Linked DNA regions of Mus musculus: regions 2 and 3 are each linked to region 1. The links are chromatin contacts, called in public promoter capture Hi-C maps. All regions are on one chromosome and are shown on one strand. Each heading gives the region's core, a stretch centred on a gene start, on an enhancer-like site or on the middle of the called end of the contact. The rest is flanking DNA. Distances are from core to core; before and after follow the strand shown. Region 1 holds the start of Mpdu1 (mannose-P-dolichol utilization defect 1). Region 2 holds the start of Chd3 (chromodomain helicase DNA binding protein 3). Region 3 holds the start of Gucy2e (guanylate cyclase 2e).

The links. Promoter capture Hi-C pulls out the DNA fragments that hold promoters and counts their contacts.
Region 2: a promoter capture Hi-C map of second pharyngeal arch cranial neural crest shows a contact between it and region 1. The contact joins the promoter of Chd3 here to the promoter of Mpdu1 in region 1. A contact is called at or near these places in 10 of 39 promoter capture datasets (the 3T3-L1 cell line, the C10 cell line, the HPC-7 cell line and 6 more), 2 of 484 Hi-C or Micro-C datasets (the G1E-ER4 cell line and regulatory T cells), 2 of 115 datasets of contacts at active chromatin or transcription factors (the SCID.adh cell line and pancreatic cancer cells) and 2 of 9 other capture datasets (adipose tissue and pancreatic islet).
Region 3: a promoter capture Hi-C map of second pharyngeal arch cranial neural crest shows a contact between it and region 1. The contact joins the promoter of Gucy2e here to the promoter of Mpdu1 in region 1. A contact is called at or near these places in 6 of 39 promoter capture datasets (cranial neural crest, frontonasal cranial neural crest, hematopoietic stem and progenitor cells and 3 more), 1 of 115 datasets of contacts at active chromatin or transcription factors (astrocytes) and 2 of 9 other capture datasets (adipose tissue and pancreatic islet).

Annotation. Positions count from the first base shown.
Region 1 is chr11:69,661,256-69,664,253 of GRCm38.p6, forward strand. It overlaps Mpdu1 (mannose-P-dolichol utilization defect 1), which reads right to left and starts at 1,394. Exons shown (of 7, transcript NM_011900.4): 1 at 1,214-1,394. The coding sequence starts at 1,316. Mir1934 (microRNA 1934) reads left to right here and starts at 1,788; the gene lies at 1,788-1,870. It overlaps Cd68 (CD68 antigen), which reads right to left. Exons shown (of 6, transcript NM_001291058.1): 6 at 2,958-2,998.
Region 2 is chr11:69,367,465-69,370,760 of GRCm38.p6, forward strand. Chd3 (chromodomain helicase DNA binding protein 3) reads right to left here and starts at 1,962. Exons shown (of 40, transcript NM_146019.4): 1 at 1,672-1,962. The coding sequence starts at 1,927. Gm32483 (a long non-coding RNA gene) reads left to right here and starts at 1,526. Exons shown (of 2, transcript XR_003949707.1): 1 at 1,526-1,614; 2 at 3,274-3,296.
Region 3 is chr11:69,235,686-69,238,842 of GRCm38.p6, forward strand. It overlaps Gucy2e (guanylate cyclase 2e), which reads right to left and starts at 1,337. Exons shown (of 19, transcript NM_008192.3): 1 at 1,261-1,337; 2 at 231-969; 3 at 1-137. The coding sequence starts at 960.

The sequences.
Region 1 (2,998 bases), core at 144-2,643:
TGGATCCCATTACAGATGGTTGTAGGCCACCATGTGGTTGCTGGGAATTAAACTCAGAACCTCTGGGAGAGCAGTCAGTGCTCTTAACCACTGAGCCATCTCTCCAGCCCCTATCATTTACTTCTTATCTTGGTTTTTCCAGACAAGGCTGCTCTGTGTAGCCAGCCCTGGTTGTATTGGAACTCATCCAGTTGCCTAGGCTGTCCTTGAACTCCCGCCTCTGGGTCCCTCCCAAGGGCTGGGATTAAAGGTGTGGGCCACAGTTCCTGGCAATTTCTCTAATTTTTTTTAAAAAACATTTTTCTTTCAAACCCTGTGTCCAGGGCTGATTTTCAATAGATTGCAGCGAGTGAGCTGAGCTGCTGCCTACAAAACCCTGATCCTGGCAATCTCTCTACCACTGAATCTTTGACCTGGTGGGCATTTGGCCCAGGAAGGCGTCTTGACTATTGTAAGCCAAAAGTCACTTAGAATAGAGAGATGGAGAAGGCTTATCAAAGGCCTTTGTAAAGAAAAAGGAAAGGAAAAGTGCTATACTCCCAACACTCTAGTGACTGAGGCAGGAGGACTGTTGCCAGTTCAAGGGCAGTCTGTGCCACATAGTAAATTCCAGAAGCTGGTGCTGGAGAGAGGGGATAAAAAAAAAAATTTGTGAGCCTCTGTCAGTTGAGTGCTTGGGGCGAAAGGAGGCCTACATGCCTGGCTGGGGTTTTAATTTTGTTTTATAAAATACGAGTTTTCCGCCGAGGATTGGTGGCACACACCTTTAATCCCAGCATTTGGGAGACAGAGTCAGGTGGATTTCTGAGTTCGAGGCCAGCCTGGTCTACAGAGCGAGTTCCAGGTCAGCCAGAGCTATACCCTGTCGGGGGGGGGGGGGGGGGTACGACAAAAAAGCTCCGAGTTTTCCAGCCTGGGGCTAGAGCCTGGTTAGCAGAGTAGCACATGCCGCCCTGAGTTCGACTCCCAGCCCAGAAAGGGATGAGGGTTGGGTACAGACTTCCGAGATTGTAAAACACAAATTTAACTTTTTTTCGGGAGACACCCCTTCATGCCCAAATATGGCACTTTTCCTATGCAGGGCCCCAAACACTTCCGCCCTCGTCAGAACCGCCTTCTGCCCAGCTTCGCGGTGACATTAATCGCCACTGTCACGCCAACTTACGGTTCAAGGCTGCTCCAGCTAGACCTTGAAGGCTGAAATAAAACTCACCATGAAGCAAGTCCCATTGCACGAAGAGCTGGTCGTAACATTTCTCAGGTAAAAGAATTGGCACCAGCAGCCCTTTGAACGGCCCGTCGGCCTCCCCCGCCATGTTGGAAAGCTAAGCTTCCGCCAGGCGGGACAACCCCCGCCATTTATCCGCGCCGCGCATGCGCGCCGCGCACACCCCGCCCTGCTGTCCCCGAGGCCAGGGCTGCTCTTCCCTCTCCGTGATGCTCGCCCGCCTCCTCTAGGGGACACAGGTCTCCTTCCCAGGCAGGCTTTTGTGCGCGCCTTGACGTTCGAATTTTAAAGCGTGTCCGCGTTTGGCGCCTGCGCTGTTAGGACTTCCTCACTTTTGTTTACGCTCTTGTTCTGAAAGCAAGGTCCATGCTGCCCCCTCGCCCTGTCCCCCCTGCATGTACGCCATCTTGTCTAATCTCGGCCAACTTGATAGTGTTTGAAGTTGAAAGGGAAAAGAGTTCGAGTCTTCAAAATGGCGCTAGCAGAAGCACTGCAGCTCTCTTTATCTTTCCTCTTGGTTTCTCCAGAGGGAATAGAGCCGCAAAAGAGCCATTCCGAGCTGGGCCTTCTTTCTGGTCCCCTGCTTCGTCCTCTGTCCAGATGTTAAGAGGATGACGGTGGGGCTGGTGAGATGGCTCAGCGGTTAAGAGCGCCGATTGCTCTTCCAAAGGTACTGAGTTCAAATCCCAGCAACCACATGGTGGCTCACAGCCATCCGTAAGGGGCGAGCTCCGCTGCAGGAGAGCAACCCCTGACACAACAGGGGACCTCAGTCTGCTGTGTCTAGGTGGGAACCCAGAGGGTGCGAGCAAAATTCCAGTATTTGTCTGGGAAAGGGCCCCTAGGGTTAGGCGAAGAGAGCCATCTACATTCCACCACACTGCCAGGACACCTACTCTTGGTTCAGGCTGTAGGGCATTCCTAAACTGTTTCTCAGTTCCTTGTTTTTGGGGGTGAGGGGAATGTAGTTGCTGGTCAGGGCATAATGTCACATGTACCTCTGCTGTGTGGGGGCTCTGGTCCAAGAATTTCTGTAACCTCATGGGACTGTTAAATTGGAAAGGCACCCATCCTTGGCTCCCATCCGTTGAACCATGTCCTACTATAAACAGTAGAATTTATACTTTGGTACAGTGGGTGGCTGTCTGAAAAATCCCTTTTTATATCTGGACAAGGGCAGATTGCAATTGCCACCGCTCCCTCTCCTTCTGGTACTCGGGGATGTGTTTGCGAGGCCTGAAGTTGTTCCTCGTAGCACAGCCTCATAGAAGTCGGCTGCACCAGTGGGCTCCTCAGTGAACTAGCCCCGGCCACAGTGCACATGGAATCTCATTGTTCAGTCACCACTTTTGAAATAAATTAATACAGCCACCTACTCATATTTTAGTTGTGTTGTACCTAGCTGCGCCCCGAGGGTCAGCAACAGGGTGTCAGGTCGGAATGATTCATTCTGTAAGGGACTAGGCAGCCATTGGCCCCAGAGGGAGGAGGGAATTTTGGCAGCTTCACCAGCAGTCACAGGACATTGAGGGATGAACCAATGAAGGCATTTGGTCACTCTCTGGTACTTTTGTCCCTTCTTGCCAGCTGTCTCTTGGTGACTCAGCCACGGGAAGGCACAGGAAGGCATATGACAAGAAACTCGTGGCTTTTAGCCCCGGCAGGACAAGGCAAGCCAAGAGAAAAGATTTCATTAAGTGTTTGTACTCTTAATGAGGAAAGAAAGGAGTAGTAGGTACCATTCATGTTTATTGATTCCCCACCCCTATT
Region 2 (3,296 bases), core at 712-3,211, 290 kb before region 1:
CATTCTCCTCTCTTACAGGCATCCAGTGCCGGGGATCAAAACCAGATCCGGAGTTCAGAACAGTTAGGCGAGAGTTACCGACGCCCTAACTCACCTGACAAGCCCCTCTCCCCTCTTTTTCACACCTTGCCGCAGGCAGCCCTGCGGGCAGCCCTCTCTCTCCTCAGGATCTTTAATTCTTCCCCCACTCCAAGGGAATCCTGAGGGCTCGCTGGAATAACTTTTTTCTAAACTTTTCCTCTTTTACAGGTAAACCTGACGAGGTTAGGGGTGAGGCTTTACCCAATACGCATTAAACACATTATTTTTAACACCCCCCACCCCCGGAAAAGCTGTCTCAACACGTGCGACAAAAAGTCACAGTGGTCAGTAAGACAGTTTTACAAATAACGTTTTAAAGTTTGGTGTGTGTGTGCTGCTCTGCCGCCAGAGACTTGGGGGTGTGGATGTCCCCAATCAGAGGTTGGCGACACCTATCCTAAAGAAGCTAGAAATCACTCTCCACTTGGAGGGTGGTCTGAGAGTTGCGCCACTGATCCAGAGAAGGGTCTGTCCCAAGCACAGCTGGACGTCCTACGCCAGTGGCAGGTGACTTGTCATCTCGGAGAAGGGTGCTGAGTGATGATGGTCAGGACAGAGCAGCTGGGTGGGCAGTTCACGCCCCCCAACGTGGTCAGGGTGTGTGGGTGGTTTCATCAAGAGAGTGACAGTGAATGGCAGCCACGTGAGAGTCACAGCTGGGCAGTTCGGCCACCCCAGACTGACGGGGTCACGAGGGGGGGATGGGGGCTGCACTTGACACAAAAGAGCCCGGGGCAGAGATGACGAGGGTGGGGCCGGGGGCATCTGGCTCCCCAGACATTCTCCTGTCTCTCTTCAAATCTGAGGTGACCCGAGACCTCGGCGGCCAGCTAGGGGGGAGTGGACGGTATGTCCAAGTCTTACTCCAGGAAGTGGTCTGCGTGGAGTGTGGCCACCACCTGCCTCTGGTCATCAGCCGCTACAAACATTCGCACGCCCCCTCCCACGCGTGCCACCGCACACCCCTAAGTTGGCGGGCACCGAAGTCCCTGCAGGTGGAGGGGCTGGTCCGCGGGCCACTGTCCCACCTCTGCTTGCCCAAGTCCCCAGCGGAGGGCGTCGGGTGGCAGTCAGCTCCACACCCCGAACCCACTCGGCTTCAGTCCGACCCCACCGGGGCCCGGCCCAAGGGGCGCTCACGCGGCCGCCCCTCCCCCACGCGCCCCTCCCCCCACGCCGCCGTCCGGTCGCCGGGGTCTCCGCGGTCCCTCGCTCGGCCTGGGAGGGGGGCCCTGGCTTCGCTACGGCCGTTTCCTGCCTACCCCCTCCCCGCCGAGGGTGAAAAAAATAAATCTCCTCCCCCGAAAGCCGCGACCAAGTGGCCCGGTCCGCGCGCGCAGCTCGCTCCCTGCGCTCTCCAGCCCGGGCGCGGCGGCGGCGGCGGCGGCGGCGGTGGCGGCGGCCGCGGTAGCGGCGGAGGAGGGGTGCGGCGGGGGAGGGGAGGAGGCCTGGCCCCAAGGCCGCCGCCGCCCGGACTGCCGGGCCCGTCTAGACCCGCCAGGCGCCCGGGACTCTCCTCGGCTCGGCCGAACCGTAGGTGCCGGGCCCCGCGGCTCCGCTCGGGCCCCGGGGAGTCGGACGGACGCTTACCTGGTGGCGGGGGCGGCGGCAGCGGCGGCGGCGGCGGCGGGAAGAGGTGGCAGCTGGGGGGGCTGTGGCGGTCGCGGCTCCGGTCGTGGCCCGGCCCGCGCCCGAGTACTCCCTCTTCGTCCTCCTCCTCATCGTCCTCGTCGGCCGCCTCCACCTCCTCCTCCTCCTCGTCGCCCTCTTCTTCCTCCTCTTCTTCCTCCTCCGACACCACCATCTCCTCCTCCTCCTCCTCCTCGTCCCTCAGAGGGGAAGCCATCCTGTGGCTCTGGCCCCCCCACCACCCCCCCACCCACCGCCCGCCCGCCTCCCCCACCGCTACCACCACCACCTCCTCCTCCTCCTCCTCCTCCTCCTCCTCCTCCTCGGCGGCGGCGTCCTCCTCCTCCTCCTCCTCACCGCCTCCCCCAGCCCCCCAAACCCCCGGGCCACCCCCCTCCAGAACACCCACCCCCGGGGCCGGCGTCTGAGGAGGGGGGCCGCACCACCCCCAAAAATGTTCTTGGAAAAATTTAAGGACTTTTTCCCCCTTCTGTCTTTCCTCCCAAGAGAACAAGAAAGGGAGATCGTTTAAAAAAAAAAAATTATATATATGTATATAAAAGTTTTCGACTTCTCTCTACCCCCCTCGGTTGCTTTAAATATATTTAAATTCTGAGGGGGGCGCTCAGAAATATTTCTCAGAGCTGAGGCACTAAGATGGCCGCCTTGAAATTATTTTTAAAACAACCCCCCCTCCAGCACTGCCACCCCCCTCTATAAAGAAAGAGAGAGGGGGGTAAAATCCCCTTTTAAAACAAAATGGCTGGCTTAATATTTCATTTTTCATACACCCCCATTCTCCCTGTTACATCCAATCTCCAAGCTTCTACTCAGAAACCCACAAATTTCTCCCTTTTTTCATAACTGATTAGTGCACAGATTAATACATTTTCCTTGTGTATTGAGAGAGAGAGAGAGAGAGAGAGAGAGAGAGAGTGTGTGTGTGTGTGTGTGTGTGTGTGTGTGTTGGGGGGCATGAAGGATTTCTGCATAAAACAAAAATGGCTGCTGTGACTTAACTCCCCCCCTTATAAAAATATTTGGGGGGGTATTAATCAGTACTCATGCTCAGTCTGACATCAGCATAAATTGTTAAAGGTTAACTAGTTAGATACTAGTCCAACTAGATTGAATTTTTCTTTTCTTTACTAGTCTTCTTCCTCCCCCCACCTCCCTTCTCTAAAGAAAAGCTTTTTTTTTTTTTTTCTGAATACTTCAGAAGGGAGTGGTTTGATGTGAAGGTTTTTTTTTTTTTTCCTTCAGGCATTGAAAAGGAAAAAGATGAAATATATGTTTATATATAACTCTCTACATACCTCATTGAAGTCAAAATGCATTTAATTGTGTACGTAGCTTTTAAATGAGAAATGGTACTGGCTTTTTTTTTTTTTCTCCTTAAAAAAAAAGTGACAGAAATCCTAGTGACTTTGGGGGGAGAGATATGAATAGATGATTGAGTTTTTTTTCCAAGGAGTCCATGTTTGATTCTCTCCTTTGCCCAGCCCTCAGTGTTCTGTGAATGTTGTCAATTTTATCTCTACTCTTTCCCTTCCTCTCCTCCAGTGGCTTGCTTGTAAAATCGTCTG
Region 3 (3,157 bases), core at 87-2,586, 430 kb before region 1:
AGACAAAGCGTAGTGAAGCGTGTCGAAGGGCAGGAAAACCAGGGAGCCATCAGTCAGAGCCAGTTCTTCTGCAGCTTCCAGTAGGTAGCGCTGCTCCTCGCCGCCCAGCAGCACCGAGTGCATCACCATGATCACTACTGCGGAGCGGACGGACACAGAGGCTGGCTCGCTACGCTGTCCACTCTCGGCAGGACCCACCCACCTTGCCCGCACTCTACTGGGGAGCTTACCTCTAACTCTAGGCCCATCTCGGATCCTCCCGAGGGCCTCCCGGGCTCCAGACCGGTCTGAAGTCTCCATGGAAGTCACTAGGGCAACTGGCAAACCCCGGGCCCTGAGTGCTGTGGACAGAGCGCGTCCCGCCTCCACCCACAGGTCTTGGGGTGCAGTGATCAGGGCCACGCGCGCCCAGCGGAATGCTCTAAGGAGGACGTAGAGAGCATCTGCAGCGGGGGTCACCGCCGGGGCTGTAGTACCCGCCGCCCGCGTGCCAGGGCAGCCCCAGGGCACCAGCGCTACTCCAGCTTCTTGAGCCAACAGTTCGGCTGGCCGACAGGCTGCGGGGTTCACCGGACCCACCAGGCCAGAGACTCGAGACAGCGCAGAGGACACAGCCCCTAGTGAGCCCGGAGTCAGGCAGGGCTCTGGGAGCAGCGCAACCTCGAACCGGGGGCCGCCGTCTAAAGCAAAGTCACGATTCAGGCGGTTGGCGGCCAGACGCGCAGCCAGGTCTGGTCGGGCCCGTGCAAAGATGGGGTCGCAAGCCCAGGGGCCCAGCACCCCCACTTTGAACACAGCAGAGAGGGCAGAAGGAGATGGGAGCAGTAGCAGTAGCAGGAGTCCCGGTAGCCCAGGCCTTGGCCAGCGCAGGACCCGCGAGAAACTGGACGGAGACTGCCGCGCAGGGACACAGAACCCGGCGCCGGGAAGCCCTCCGGCTGGCAGGAGCCAAGCGCTCATTGCCTTCTTCTGTGAACACAGAGCGAACAAGATAAGAGTTGAGGGCCCTCAGCACTCACTCCCGTAAGGTTCTCCCCTCAAGCCTGTTTCTCAAATTCCGCCCAACCCCCTAGGGTGTCTTGGCTTCCAGGACCCTAGATGGCAGCCCAGCTCATCGCCCCAAGGTCTTTTTGGTTTAGCCTGTTTGTACTTAGATTGTTTATCCTCCCTTCCTCTTCAGCAGTCTTGGGGGTTCAGTGGGGAATACTCCCACGCCTTCATACAGGACCGAAGTTCCTGTGTGGGTCATTCATTACTTACCGGAAAGTCCGGGGCTAGGGCTTGGCTAAGGGGTCACAGGATCGATGCCCCTTCGGTCTCCCCTGGCAGCCCAGCCCAGGGCGGGGGGTGTGGGAACAGCCCGCTGCAGCCCTTAATCCCTCCAAGCCGATTAGGATCTTTTAATCAAGCAGAACAGGGCGGGCTGATGGAGGTTGAGAGTCTCTACAGCTCCTCTGTAGAGTGGGGTCTGCCCTGCTTCTAGACAGCCACAGTTGCTTTAACTAATCATACAGGGAGAGAAAGCGAATCTGGACTGTACCTCACACCGCGCACGAATTCAACGTCAGACTTACATATGAAAATAAAATGTTTATCTTTTTCAGCTGTCTCTTCAAAAAGGGAATCAGATAAGAATCATCTGTGGGGCCGGGCGTGGTGGCGCACGCCTTTAATCCCAGCACTTGGGAGGCAGAGGCAGGCGGATTTCTGAGTTCGAGGCCAGCCTGGTCTACAGAGTGAGTTCCAGGACAGCCAGGGCTACACAGAGAAACCCCGTCTCAGAAAAGAATCATCTGTGGGAAGGAGGAGAGATAAAGGTTCAATGGTTAGGAGCGTTTGCTGCTTTCTTCGGAGGACCCAGGTTCATTTCCCAGCACCCACATGATGGCTCACAATCATCTGTAACTCCAATTCCAGAGGATCCAGTGCTAGCTTCTGAGAGAAAGCACCTGGTGGTGCACTGTCTGTACATACAGACAAAGATAAATAAGATAATAGAGTTAATTTTAAAAATCATCCGTGGACACTAAAGCTAGGGGGAAATTTTGAAGAACATCATAGATGTTAAGTTTTTCACAATTATAAACTGTCACTCCATCTATTGTTCATAGGTTGATAGACAGCAAACATATAATTGCTGCAATTTTAACTGTAAAAAAAATATTTATAGCAGAGTGTAATAGCCTTTGTTCCCAGCACAAGGGAAGCAGAGGCAGGTGGATGGATCTCTATGAGTTCGAAGTCAGCCAAGTATACCTAGAGACTTCCAGGACAGCCAAGGCTACACATAGACCCTGTCTCAAAAAAAAAATTATTTTCTACATATGTATGGGTGCCTGAGTATATGTATGTATGTATGTATGTATGTATGTATGTGTGCACCACATGTGTGCAATGGCCGATGGAGGTCAGAAGAGGCATCAGAATGCTGGAGTTACACACAGTTGTGAGCCACACCTGTGTGCTGAGAGCCAGCCAATAAGTAAGGTCTGGACCTGTTGACTGGTCTCTCCAGGCTTGGGACTGCTGCAGCCACTCCGTACCCCCTTGCTCTGAGGTATTCTATCTACAGGCACAGGACATTCATTTACCCCTTCAGTGGTTAGTTTTGATTAAATTGTTATCTTTCATCTCCTGCATAATTTCTCTCTTCCCTCCCTCCCTCTCTCCTGCCTTCCAACTCATATGCAAGCTTTAGGGAAAAACTTTAAACAAGTAGAATTACAAAAATTCCACAAGAAGCTGGGCGTGGTGGCGCACGCCTTTAATTCCAGCACTTGGAAGGCAGAGGCAGGTGGATTTCTGAGTTCGAGGCCAGCCTGGTCTACAACGTGAGTTCCAGGACAGCCAGGGCTATACAGAGAAACCCTGTCTCAAAAAAAAAAATCTACAAGAATATCAGCATCAATCAGGCACAATGGGAGCCTGTAACCTTGGTACTCAGGAAGTGGAGCTAAGAGGGTGGTGACTTTGAGGCCAGTCTGGTTACATAGTGAAGTCATGTCTTGGAACAAAACAAACAAAAGAACACCTTCGAGATGGCTCGTGAAGAATGACATGTGTGGCAGAGATGCTGGCTTCCACATGCACGTGCGTACACATACACTCACACACACTCACAGAGAGAGAGAGAGACAGAGACAGAGAGAGAGAGACA